Regions from separate parts of the Mus musculus genome. Here region 2 is linked to region 1. Evidence: chromatin contacts called from public HiChIP or PLAC-seq data. All regions are on one chromosome and are shown on one strand. The core of a region is the stretch at or near the end of the contact, and the rest is flanking DNA. Distances in the headings are between cores, read along the strand shown. Region 1 has its middle 6.9 kb from the start of n-TDgtc16. Region 2 overlaps Cfap54 (cilia and flagella associated protein 54).

Region 1 (5,993 bases), core at 811-3,310:
GATTTGTGTTAGGTTGACAGTAAAAACTAACATCGCAATATAACATGATGGTTTATATATTTATCTTTTTTTTTTGTATAGTATAGAATAGAGTTTATTCAGGACATGGGGATGGGGAGTTAAGAGGGTAGGGGCCTGGGTTCTATTCACAGAGCCTACACAGTGGCTCATAACTGTCTGTAACTCTAGTTCTGGGGATCTGATCGTTTCTTGTCTTGTGTCCAGTCTTAAGGCAAAGCCAACCCAAACCTGATGCCCACCCTGACCTAAATCAAGCAATCAATCAATCAGTCAAATCAATCACTCTACCCTCTACTACCACACTCTGGGGACTCATGCTCTCTCCCCTGACAGATTGGGGTGGTAGTGGTGGTGTCAGTTTTCAAGTTGTTGGGAAATACAAATTCATTTTGGGTATGTGGAGGTGGGATAGAATAACTTCTACTTTGCACTTTGTTTATTTTATTTTTTATTTTTTTGTTTTTCGAGACAGGGTTTCTCTGTGTAGCTCTGGCTGTCCTGGGACTCACTCTGTAGACCAGGCTGGCCTCAAACTCAGAAATCCGCCTGCTTCTGCCTCCCAAATGCTAGGATTAAAGGCGCACGCCCGGTGCTCTTTGTTTCTTTTAAAAGCAAAGCAAAAGTAGGAAAAAACAAAACCAACCAAGTAAGCAAGCAAGCAATAACAAAAGGGTCTAAGGAAAAAAAAAAAAGCTGTCTGTAGCATTTTTGAGATTTTGTTCTCTTTTATCAGCAAAGTGTTGTCAGAAGAGTTTACCCATGATCAGCCTGGTGTGGTGGCTCACATCTTTAATCCCAGCATCTCAGAGGCTGAGGCAGGAGACTCGTCTGAGTTTTCAGGACGCCTTGGCTACAAAAGGAGAGTCCATCAGACAAAGATAAACAACCAAGCAAAATCCCATAAAGTAGTCAGAAAATACCACGCAGCTTTACTCTTTATGCATTTATAAATACCGAGAGAAGTTGAAAGGGAAGAAAGTAATCTGTTAGAATGTGCGGATCTGGAAGGCGGGTGGTGGTGCGCACCTTTAGCTGCTTGTACATTGAAAATTCTAGGTCAGACAGGGCTACACAGAGAAACGCTGTCTCAAAGCGGGTGAAGGGGCGGGAAAGAAAAGAAAAAGACGAATAATGTTGAATTAAAAAAAGAAAAAAAGAAGGGGGAGGGGGCGGGGAAGACATGACTACTTCCAAGTATGGCTGTGGAGGTAGGTTTATTGTAGGTAGGAGAGAGAGCACTGCCGGAGGTATCTGAAAGTGTCTGGACTGAATTGGGTCAGCAGAGTGGACCGCATTATGAGACGCATGAGAAGGGAGAAGAACGAGAGAGGGAGTGAAAGAGAGGAGAGAGACAGAGCAGGAGAGAGTACCAGGAGCCAAGAGAGCCAAGTATACCAAGAGGGCACGAAAATGTCTTGAGTTATATAGGGAAGAGGAGCTAGCAGAAGGGAAGCAAGCGAAGCTCAGGTGCTGGAGGGGTTTTAGGGTCCGGGATAGGGGTGAGAAATGCTGAGAAGAGCAAGGCCAGGCCTCTGCAACAGGTAGCAAAGATGCTGAGAGATACTGGGAAGAACCAGGCGGCCAGCATCCGCTTTGATATGTTAATAGGCACCTCAGCCGTTTGTCCAGGGTTTCTTTGAGATCTTATTTAAAAAAAAAAGTGCGATCTGTATTTCCGAATTTTCTACTAGATACCTGTTATTATCCTGAGCTGAAGAGTTTAAGGTTACTAATATGAGGCAAAACAAACAGCTCAGGTGTCCTTCCTTAGCTCTCTGGTTTTGTTTTGTTTTTTTCCTACTGTGATTCTTTGATTCTTGTTTCCTCATTATTGCGCAGCTTAAGCTGTTTTTCTAGCCCCCAGCCTGGCAAAGAAGGGGCAAAGGCGAGTGAGGAATTGAATCCAACCCTGGGCGGGTGGCTTTTCCCGGTGTCCCTTTGTCTCAAAGCCGAGTGTTCCCGGTCTTTTGTTCTCCGCAGCCAGCAGGATTTGAGATTTAAAGAAAAACAAGAGCCGAGTCTCCTTGCGCCCTCTGGTGTCCCAACGAAGTATAACCAGATAAAATCCACAAATATCGCGGCCATTTCACACAACCGAGATGCCCAAGGAGAGGAGAACGTCAGGAATCTTGGATGAATCACATACCAACAGAATTTAGAAGTGTGGATACGGATTAAAATGAACAGCAGCAGCAGCAACAACAACAACAGTAACAACAAAAACAACAGTGCCTGTGATGCAGATATTTAGGAGAACTGTAGAAGCTGGGATGTGCCAAGCAGCTCTGGGTTTGATTTCCACTAATGTTAAACACAAAACAAAACCTACCAGTAAACAGCACAGTTCTCAAAGCATTTGGCAAAGGATTATGGGTACTAGAACCAAGAAAGTCTAGAAAATCCAACGTAAATCACTCTTTTACCAATTCTTTTTTCTCTATTTATTTGCTTTTTTGTTTTTCCCAGACAGGGTTTCTCTGTGTAACCTGGTTCTCTTGTAGCCCTGGCTGTCCCAGAACTCTCTCTGTAGACCAGGTTAGCAAGATCCTCCTGCCTGTGCCTCCCGAGTGTAAAGATTAGAGTCGCGAACCACTATCCTCACTGCAACCTGTTTTTAAAAGCCAGCAACATTTCTGAGCTGTGCATTTGGAGTAGGAATAGAAGCAGGATTTTTTTTTTCTCTTGACTTTTGTTTGTTTAAATTTTCCTTGAGGGTGAGGGTAGGGGTAGGGGTAGAGTATATATATAGAGAGCTTAGTGGTTAAGAGCACTGACTACTCTTCTAGAAGGTCCAGGTTCAATCCCTGTGTCCACGTGGTGGCAGACAACTGTCTGTACTCCAGTTCTAACAGACATACACACTGGCCCAAACCAGGCAACATATTGAAAAGGTCAGCTTAGGAACTTTGGGAAGGTCATGAAACACTTGCCCCCCTGGAACCGAGAGGCTAATTAACATTCCTCAGACCACAGGGTGGGAACTGAACTTCGGGTGAGGACACATTCGGCAGGACTGACTGTTGCCCACTTTCAGACTAGGGAAGTCCTTTTCACCTCATTCTCTAAAGACCAATCAGTTTAAAGGGTGCACTGTCCCACCAATCATATTGTGCCTAGTTGCTGATGCTCTATTCTACCCTTGGAAATCATAGAAAACCTCACCTGTTGCTGGGGCACCTCTCCTTCCGGTCTGGGATGACCCCAGTGCACTGGAACAATAAATTCCTCTTGCTTTTTGAATCGATCCTGGCTCCACATGGTTCACTGAGGGGTGCCGGGTAAGCTAAGTTTCCCCAGAGTCTTACATTATCAGATAAAAGTAAATACATCTAAAAAGCTTTTTAAAGTTTGGCTGTCCTGAAACTTGCTCTCTAGACCGGGCCAGTGTCGAATTCACAGAGATCTGCCTGCATCTGCCTCCTGAGTGCTGGGATCAAAGAGTACTGAGTGCTGGGATCACTCCTGGCTGGTAAGGTTTTGCTTTAAATGTTTGGTAGGTAAGACTATAGTAATTAAGTGGCACCGTAGTTGTCTTTGGATAAGCAACACAACACAGACATAATGAAACTAAAAAAGTACCCAAAAGGTACATAGATAAAACTTTTCTCTGCGGTTCTCTCTCGGCTGACGTCAGGGTTGGCTTGGCAGTTCACCAAGGTCTTCAGAAGATTATAGTTTGTCTTAGTTTGCTTCTTTGTGGCTGTGATAAAACGCCTTGACCAAAAGCAACTTGGGAAGTTAAGAGTTTATTTGGCTTAGAAATTATGGTCTGTTCATGGCAGGAATCGGAAGGAAGGAGCTGATGCAGGGGCCATGGAGGGGTTCTGCTTACTGGCTTGCTCAGCTTGCTTTCTTATGAAACCGAAGACCTCCTACCCAGGAGTGGTACCACCTACAATGGGGGCCGTTTCCATATCAATCATTCATCAAATAAATGCCCCATAGAGGTGCCACAGGCCAGTTGGTGACGGCAATTCTGTTCTTGCAGTTAACTCAGGTTTGTGGGATACCAACCAGAACTAACCAGGAGGCTGCTTCTTATTCTTCTGGCTCTTCTTTTGACCTTTTTTCAAGACAGGGTTTCTCTGTGTAGCCCTGGCTGTCCTGGAACTCACTTTGTAGACCAGGCTGGCCTCGAACTCAGAAATCCGCCTGCCTCTGCCTCCCGAGTGCTGGGATTGCATGTGCCACCATGCCCCAATCTTCTTTTGACCTTTAACCCATCAATGTCTCCTTTTTACAAATGTCATTTTGTGGTCACAATATAATTTCTGCGGGCAATGAAGACACGTTTTCAAGGTTGGCACTTGAGTGGAAAGCCAGCCCCAGCAAACTTTCCAAATTCACCCATTTAGCAGCAAGGAGGCTTATCCAGAGTCTGGCAGGTTTCTCCTTGTTTGGTCAGCCTGTTACTGGGGAAAATGAAGCAAAAACCAAGCTTTACATTAGATATCCCAAGTATCAGATATTTACATTATGACTTATAACAGTAGCAAAATTACAGTTATGAAGTAGCAACAAAATAATTTTACGGTTGGTGGTCACCACAACATGAACTGTATCAAAGGGTCACAATATTAGGGAGGTTGAGAACCCCTGATGTGGAGCTCTGTGTTATTTTTAAGTATAGTATAATTCACTTTTTCCTTTGAGTAATGAAAATAATTTAATCATTTTATGTGTGTAGTGGGGGGCTATACCCAGAGACGTAAACACTGTGTAACTATCTCAAAGTCACCCAAGCTTTATGAAGGATACTGTTCACATCCTTACTCTTTTTCAAAAGATTTAGATCTATTTAGTAACTTTGTTGCAACTTGTTTCATTTTTTTTAATAGTTGCATTTATTTTTTTTTCTCTTATTGGAAATAGATTATTCTCTCACATATTATATCCTGATTATGGCTCCCCCTTCCTGGTTCCTCCCCACCTGTCCTCCAATCCAGATCGACCTTTTCTGTCTCTCCGTAGAAAACAACCAGGCTCTTGGGAGGCAGAGGCAGGCAGATCTCTGTGAGTTCGAGGCCAGCCTGGTTTGCAGAGCAGGACTCAGAGAGACTTCCAGGACTACACAGGGAGACCCTGTCTTGAAAAATCGTAAACAAACAAACAAACAAACAAACAAAACACGAAAAAAACCAAACAGGTTTCTAAGGGATATTAAAATAAAATATATTAAGGTAAAACAGACTAGGACGGAAACAGACAAACAAAACGGAAGGAAAACAGCCCAGGAAAAGGCACAAGAAACAGATTTAGACGCAGGGAGCCACTGATTCCCACATTCAGGAATCGCATAAAAACACCAAACTAGAAGCCGTAATACATACATGAAGGACCCGCTTCTCTGGCCAGAATGCAACCTTCCTCTTTTTAAAAAGAGGTTAAGCATAGTTTTGTGTTTATCTGTAGGGTGAATTTTCTCCGGAGCAAGTTCAGGCACGGGGTTCCCTTCCAGGGTTCCCTGGCAGCGTAGTGGTTTTAGAATGGAAGGCCTTGTTTATAACAGCAGTGGAGATGGGGCTGACGTGGTAGTTGTTTTAGGACTATGAAGGAGAACTCGTATTTTCTAGTCTGTACTAATCCGAGTTAATGCTGTGTCGCTCGTTCTCGTTAAAGTAGCATTCACTCAGTTCCTTCTCAGAAGCCTCAGTCCAGAGGAAAAAAAATTATCTTGTCATTTATTATTTGAAATACATCCCAAAATATCTTTGTTACCGTTTGTCCACCCCTCAGCCAGTATGTGGTGGGGTTGTCAGGAAACTTGGCTTTGGTGTCCTTCCTTGGGTGTCTTCAACGGAGCACAGAACAGTGCCTAGCACTCAGTGAATGCTTTAGAAGTATAACTAATCGATACATAGATTCATCGCTGGGAACTAATCGATGCATATAGATTCCTTGCTGGGTGCCTGGCTCCTTGCCACCTGAGCAATTGGGTTCTGTTAACAACAAATATGAAGGAATGGTTTTGG
Region 2 (5,857 bases), core at 788-3,287, 1.9 Mb after region 1:
ACACACACACACACACACCACAAAAGAATAAGGAATAAAAAGAGCAAAGAAAGCCCAAGCTGGCAGTGCAAGAGTCAAGGAGAGAACTCACAGGCAACATAGAGAAAAAAACGCCACAAAACCGACAAAATGGAATAGCCAAGAAGAAAATGTCTTCAGATAAAGCCAGGAGTTTCTTGGCTTTGCTTCTTTCCAGTTCTTTGGCTGGTCTGTTGCCTTGAGACATCTAACAGAGAGAGGGTTTGATAAGCTGTACTTCAAATGCTGAAGCCATCCACCTTAGAGAGCCACATACCTCCCCGTGGATGCCATCCTGACAGTCATAGTGGCACTGGCAGACGGCAGTGTAGAGAGTGGCTCTCCATGTCAGGTACCTGATGGACAGGAGCGGGACAGAGGACTCCATGCACATGCTGGCCCACAGCAGGAACTCCAAGGCCTGGGAAGTAGAAAGCACAACTGAATGGTTTCTCATCTCTTACACCAGCCATAGTGATATTTCTCAGAACCATCAACGTCTACACTTTGAGCTCAGGTTATTGGTTATTCCCATCAATGACCATAAACAAACAAACAAACAAAAGGCCAGCTAGTCCTTAGAATATGCTTGTCTCCAGCTTCTCTGTGCAGGGATTATAGGAATAATTCTATATAGAACCAGTGCCTGGCTTCTTTATAAATGTGGGTTCAGGAAACCAAACTCCGGAGTTCATGATTGTAAAGCAAGCACTTACCAAGAGCCTATCTCCCTGCCCCCTGAATTTTTGTTTTTAATTTAAGTTGAGAGAGCCCCAAATCTCAGAGTAGCTGTTATAGAGCCTTTATTGTTCTAGAATAGTTCCTTAAGAGGCCTATGAGCTGAGCTCATTTTCAGCAATATTCTTCAAGTGTAAGCTCTGGTCTAGGAACAACTCAAAGTTGCTAGCTGGTCTGTGGAAGCGAGCGCTGTGTTGTTTTTGGTTTAGGAGGACCAGGAAAATGGAAAAGGCTGGAACAGTCAGACTGAAATAAATTTAGGCTGCATTCACATCTCAGTGTCTCTCCAGACCTCAATCGTCTCATCTGTACAATGGGTACTTTAATACAGCCCAGCCATGCTGCTCTGGAGCAAGAACCAGTGTGAATGATGGGCTGGGGTAGTGTTCAATACTCTGTTAAGTACTTGTCATAGTCAGGGCTCCTATTGCTAGGATCAGACACCATGACCTAAAGTGAGTTGGGGAAGAAAGGGTTTCTTTGGCTTACCCTTCCACACTGTAGTCCATCACTGAAAGAAGTCAACTCAAGCAGGCCAGGAACCCGGAGGCAGGAGCTGATGCAGAGGTCACGGAGAGGTGCTGCTTACTAGCTTGCTCTCCACAACTTGATCAGCCTGCTTTCTTATAGAACCCTGGACCACTAGCCCAGGGTGGCCCTATCCACAATGTCTGCACCACCCCCGCCCCCGTATCAATCGCTAATTAAGAAAATGCCTTAGAGGCTTGCCTACAGCCCAGTCCTATGGAGACTTTTTCTCAATTGAGATTTCCTCCTCGCCTTCGACTCTAGCCTGTGTCAAGGTGACATAAAACTACTCGGCAGAATGCTCCGGAAATGGCAACAGCAGAGCCCAGCATAGGAAAGCTGACCAGAGTCCTGGATCCTCAAGTCACGACAACTTTGGACAGCAGAGCAAAACGTCTCTGCCCGTGAGAAAATGTGGCTTCAATAACTAAAGAATAATTTCTTCAGTGGATCAATGACCAGCCTTGAAAGGGGACTGCATCCAAAAGGCCCCATGGCTTTGTGGATGGAGCAAACCCATCAGGTTCATGTGGTGTTTAATAGTGAAAACTGAGAAAGACAGAAGTAACAGTCAGGCCCGGCTGCTGGCTGTGGAGGCTCAGAAGAGGAAAGAGCAGAATTTTCCCCTGTCTAGTTAGTTTCTATTCCAGAGGAAAAGAAACTACTGGATGTAGATGAGGATTTAACAGCAGTGTGCAAATCTGCTCTACCATCCACGGGCAGGAACTTAAGCTCCTTCCACTAGACTGGGGAGCCTGTGAGTCATCCTCATATCGTAACCATATTGTAATCATATGGTAACCTCATATCACCTGGCAAGTAGTGGGCACACGGAAAATGCTTGTTGACTAGCAAACAGACCTTCACTAAAGGGGTAGCTCACCAAGCTGGCTATGGAAATACTTCAGGCGATCATTGAAGTGGTAGGGCTCGAGGCTCCCCTAACTTTCTTCCCACGGACACCACCAGCACCAGACATCCCTACCAAGAGTTCCTATCCCGGTAACAAGAAACCATGGCAGCATAGGGCGATTTTTAACACGAGAAAATGACAACTTCATAATCTAAACTAAAATCCACCTAAATAGGCTTCCGGCGCGCAGTCCTAGCTAGGTCTTCTGGGAAAGTGCCAAGCAATGCACAACTCACTTCCAAACACAGGCGTCCAAGGACCTGAAAATACCCAAGCAGCCTGTGCTCCCCGCTAGATCTGTCTCCGAGATAAATTTTCCGGGTCCCTGTAGAACTCTTCCAACTTCATCTCCCTCATCCAGCACGGCTAGTGTTCAGAGGCTTTTCTCTAGGGTGTCTGGGTGGCCACAGTGAGGAGATTCAGGCCCAGTTCTGAAGACAGGCCACTGCCAAGTCAGTGGGGCCGTGGTGGTACCTTCTGCCACTGCGGCCCAGGTTGTTGGTTTACCTTGCCAGCATCAGCAGAACCTCCTATTCCCTCGCACCCACTGCCCCACAACAACCCTGTTTCGGGATCATCGTGGTTCAGAGGCTATGGTGTAAAAGTCTGTGTAAATACCCTCTTCAAATCAACAGGCCTTTGCAAAAATCCCTCAAAGCTTCCGCAGCAAGAAAGAAAAATCGCGTTTCAAACTAAAGTCAGCTTCTCTTCATCGTTACACTGGGGTTTGAGAGAGAGAGAGAGAGAGAGAGAGAGAGAGAGAGAGAGAGAGAGAGAGAGAGAGAGAGAGAGAGAGAGCCCTGAGAGTATATTGCCATTGCCAGAAGGGACCTTAAGTTAAATCTAACCTAATCTGACTCAGAGTCTGAACTGTTTCTGAAAGAGGTGAACTGGGGCTGGAATTCAAGTCTTTGAACTGCTAAGTGCAGCATTCTTTCCACCACTCAGCGAAGCTTTGACAAAGGAGAGGAGTGTGCCAAAACCCACCGGAAAACCTGCTTTCAAGTCTGGAGATGAAAAGCCACTGGGGGGAGAAGCGGGGGGCAAGTAACATTTTTTTCTCTAACCCTAAAGGCAAGAAATAATTATTTTTATTAATAAAGTAGATGTACTAAAACAGGACAATTTTCTTCACAGGAAAATCAAACTTCAAAGAGCTAAAAATCTAGATGGATCTAAAATCATGGACCTCACAAAAGCTTGCTTCAGGTGTCAGCAGGGGGGAAAAAAAACAATAAACTAACTCGGCCACAGGGTGGCAGTGTAGCCTCGTGTATCACAGGTTCATGTCAGGAGCCATTTCAAGGTTGACTTGAGATTTAAGTAATAATACGGGAGTGGCTTAACGGCTGTGTGAGCCAAATACTTCACCAGAAAGCAAAGCATAAGTCCATACTGTTGCTAGTGTCTTCTTTAACGTTTGTTGAGTCCCAGACTGCCCCTTACGATGCCTCAGAAGATCCAAAGCAAAGGTGTCTCTTGATTGTTAGCGGGAGTACTGCTTAGGCATGTACTGGTGAGTGCTTTAGTGGCTTCTGTCTGAAGAAAAGCCCTTCATCAGTCTTGGTCTTTGGGATTTTAGAGAAAAAAAAAAAAAGATCTGTCCCTCCACACGGTTCCTCCATTGGAGTAGGTAAACCAGAATAAGACAGGCAAGCCAGGAGCCGATTTAGTGACTGGATAGGCATTGCTCTTTAGTTGTGTGGTGGTTCTTGTGACTGTGGCCTCAGAACGCTGCAATCTACACCGGTAATTGTGAGCAAGCTCGGTTTTCTTAGCCTCTGCATCCTCAGCTGAAAGTTTAGTGAAAACGGTGTCCTTGTTAAAGTGTTGGTATGAGGATCAAGTGAGAAGATTCATGAAAGTACTTAGCAGAATACATGGGATGTGGGTGAACTATGGTCCATATGGTGGTGGTGGTAGTGATGGTTGTGAGAAGAAGGGGGAGGAGGAGGAGGAAAGAGGAGAAGTGAGGAGGAGGAGGAGTGAGGAGGAGGAGTGAGGAGGAGGAGGAATGAGGAGGAGGAGGAGGAGTGAGGAGGAGGAGTGAGGAGGAGGAGAAGTGAGGAGGAGGAGGAGTGAGGAGGAGGAGGAATGAGGAGGAGGAGGAGTGAGGAGGAGGAGTGAGGAGGAGGAGAAGTGAGGAGGAGGAGGAGTGAGGAGGAGGAGTGAGGAGGAGGAGGAGTGAGGAGGAGGAGGAGTGAGGAGGAGGAGTGAGGAGGAGGAATGAGGAGGAGGAGGAGTGAGGAGGAGTAGGGGGTAGGAGGAGGAGTGAGGAGGAGGAGGAGTGAGGAGGAGGAGTGAGGAGGAGGAGGAGGAGGAGGATATCACTGCCTGGTAGTAGTAGTACTGATGATCTCTACCTCAAAAGACTATAGTGAGGATTGCTATGCATGCCAAACCCTTCCACAATACTCAGAATGTTGCAGGGTTTGCAGCAATAATGAGGGGCAGCCATAATGCCTGGTTTCTACATTACTAGAAGATTAAGTCAGCCAAGAATGACACCGAGAGTACTGGGTAACTAGTACTATTTCTGTCTCATGCAGTTACAGACTTGAACTCAGGGACTGGAAAAATGGTAAAGTGTCATGCAAGCACAATGACCTGAGCTCACTCCTCAGCACCCATCAAAGAGCCAGGCACGGTGGTATGTGTCTTTAAGTCCTGTACTGGGAGGAGAGAGAAACAGACTGGAGGTTCTGATGATACGGGCAAGGTAAACCAACAACCTTGGCCTCGGTGGCAGAAAGCACCACCAAGGTGACACAGGGCTGACTTGGCAGTGATATGTCTTCACAACTGGACCTGAATCACCCCCACGCCCAGAACCAAATGGTGCAAGTTCTGTGAGAGAGAGAGTTCCTGTCTCAAAAACCAAAATGAAGATCAACTGTGGATGGTACCTGACATCAACTTCTGGCCTATAAACATTCATACATGTGTACACGCCCACAGAGATGCACACACATTCATATATGTATAGACACACACATTCATCTGTGGTAATCACACACACAGACACATTCACACATGTGTATACATACCCGTACTAAATGAATAAAAATATTTTTTTAAAAAACAGGCAAGCTTTATCAAGTCAAAGTTCCCTAGAGCTGGTAGGTAGGCTTCCTGTGTGGTGGGGTCTCCAGGGCTTATGTCCATTAAGTGGAGTTACCCATGTGTAGCCTCAGATAAGCTATGTGAAGATACTGTGTGGAGACTTGGGAATTTCTGGGTGGAAAAAAGTCTTAATTCCCTTGAAGCTTGCCACAGGGAACAAATGAGTAGCGCCTAATAAATGAGTAGATCCTTAGGTGACAGCTGTAGAACCCCTAAATCCTTGCAGGCGGCATTGCCCCAAACCCCTTCCCACAGGCTGGGGGCTACTCAACTATCCTCTTCTACCATGTACTTTGTCAGAGACAAACTCAAGTCCCATGAGGCTGGGAGAAGAGATGTTTGGTATGGATTATAAATGAATTATTTTAAGAGGACTATCACATTGATTTAAAATCCTCTTGATATTAACAACGGCCAACACTAACAACCAATTGCTAATACAGACAGATGTGCCCTTCAAAGCTCTTGACATGCAAACTCTAGAGCAGACCAAGCCATGGCAGCTCTGTGGAGCGGTATTTGTTAACACAGCAACTG

Evidence for each region. HiChIP or PLAC-seq counts read pairs in DNA pulled down with a chosen protein or histone mark.
Region 2: an H3K4me3 HiChIP or PLAC-seq map of bone marrow-derived macrophages shows a contact between it and region 1, with 11 times the contacts expected there. The contact joins two enhancer-like sites. A contact is called at or near these places in 2 of 39 promoter capture datasets (hippocampal neurons and pre-B cells), 1 of 484 Hi-C or Micro-C datasets (CD8 T cells) and 11 of 115 datasets of contacts at active chromatin or transcription factors (bone marrow-derived macrophages, differentiating embryonic stem cells, embryonic stem cells and 6 more).

The regions. Positions count from the first base shown.
Region 1 is chr10:91,186,036-91,192,028 of GRCm38.p6, forward strand. No RefSeq gene overlaps it. Among named protein-coding and RNA genes, the nearest start is that of n-TDgtc16, 6.9 kb to the left of the region's middle. Within about 2 kb of position 2,061, at least 212 of the 459 cell types and tissues checked have an H3K27ac peak or open chromatin away from gene starts, as enhancers often do. A contact at or near this core is called in CD8 T cells and bone marrow-derived macrophages, where this site is marked.
Region 2 is chr10:93,047,639-93,053,495 of GRCm38.p6, forward strand. It overlaps Cfap54 (cilia and flagella associated protein 54), which reads right to left. Exons shown (of 68, transcript NM_001347060.2): 6 at 296-439. Among named protein-coding and RNA genes, the nearest start is that of Gm40739, 24 kb to the right of the region's middle. Within about 2 kb of position 2,038, at least 14 of the 459 cell types and tissues checked have an H3K27ac peak or open chromatin away from gene starts, as enhancers often do. A contact at or near this core is called in CD8 T cells and bone marrow-derived macrophages, where this site is marked.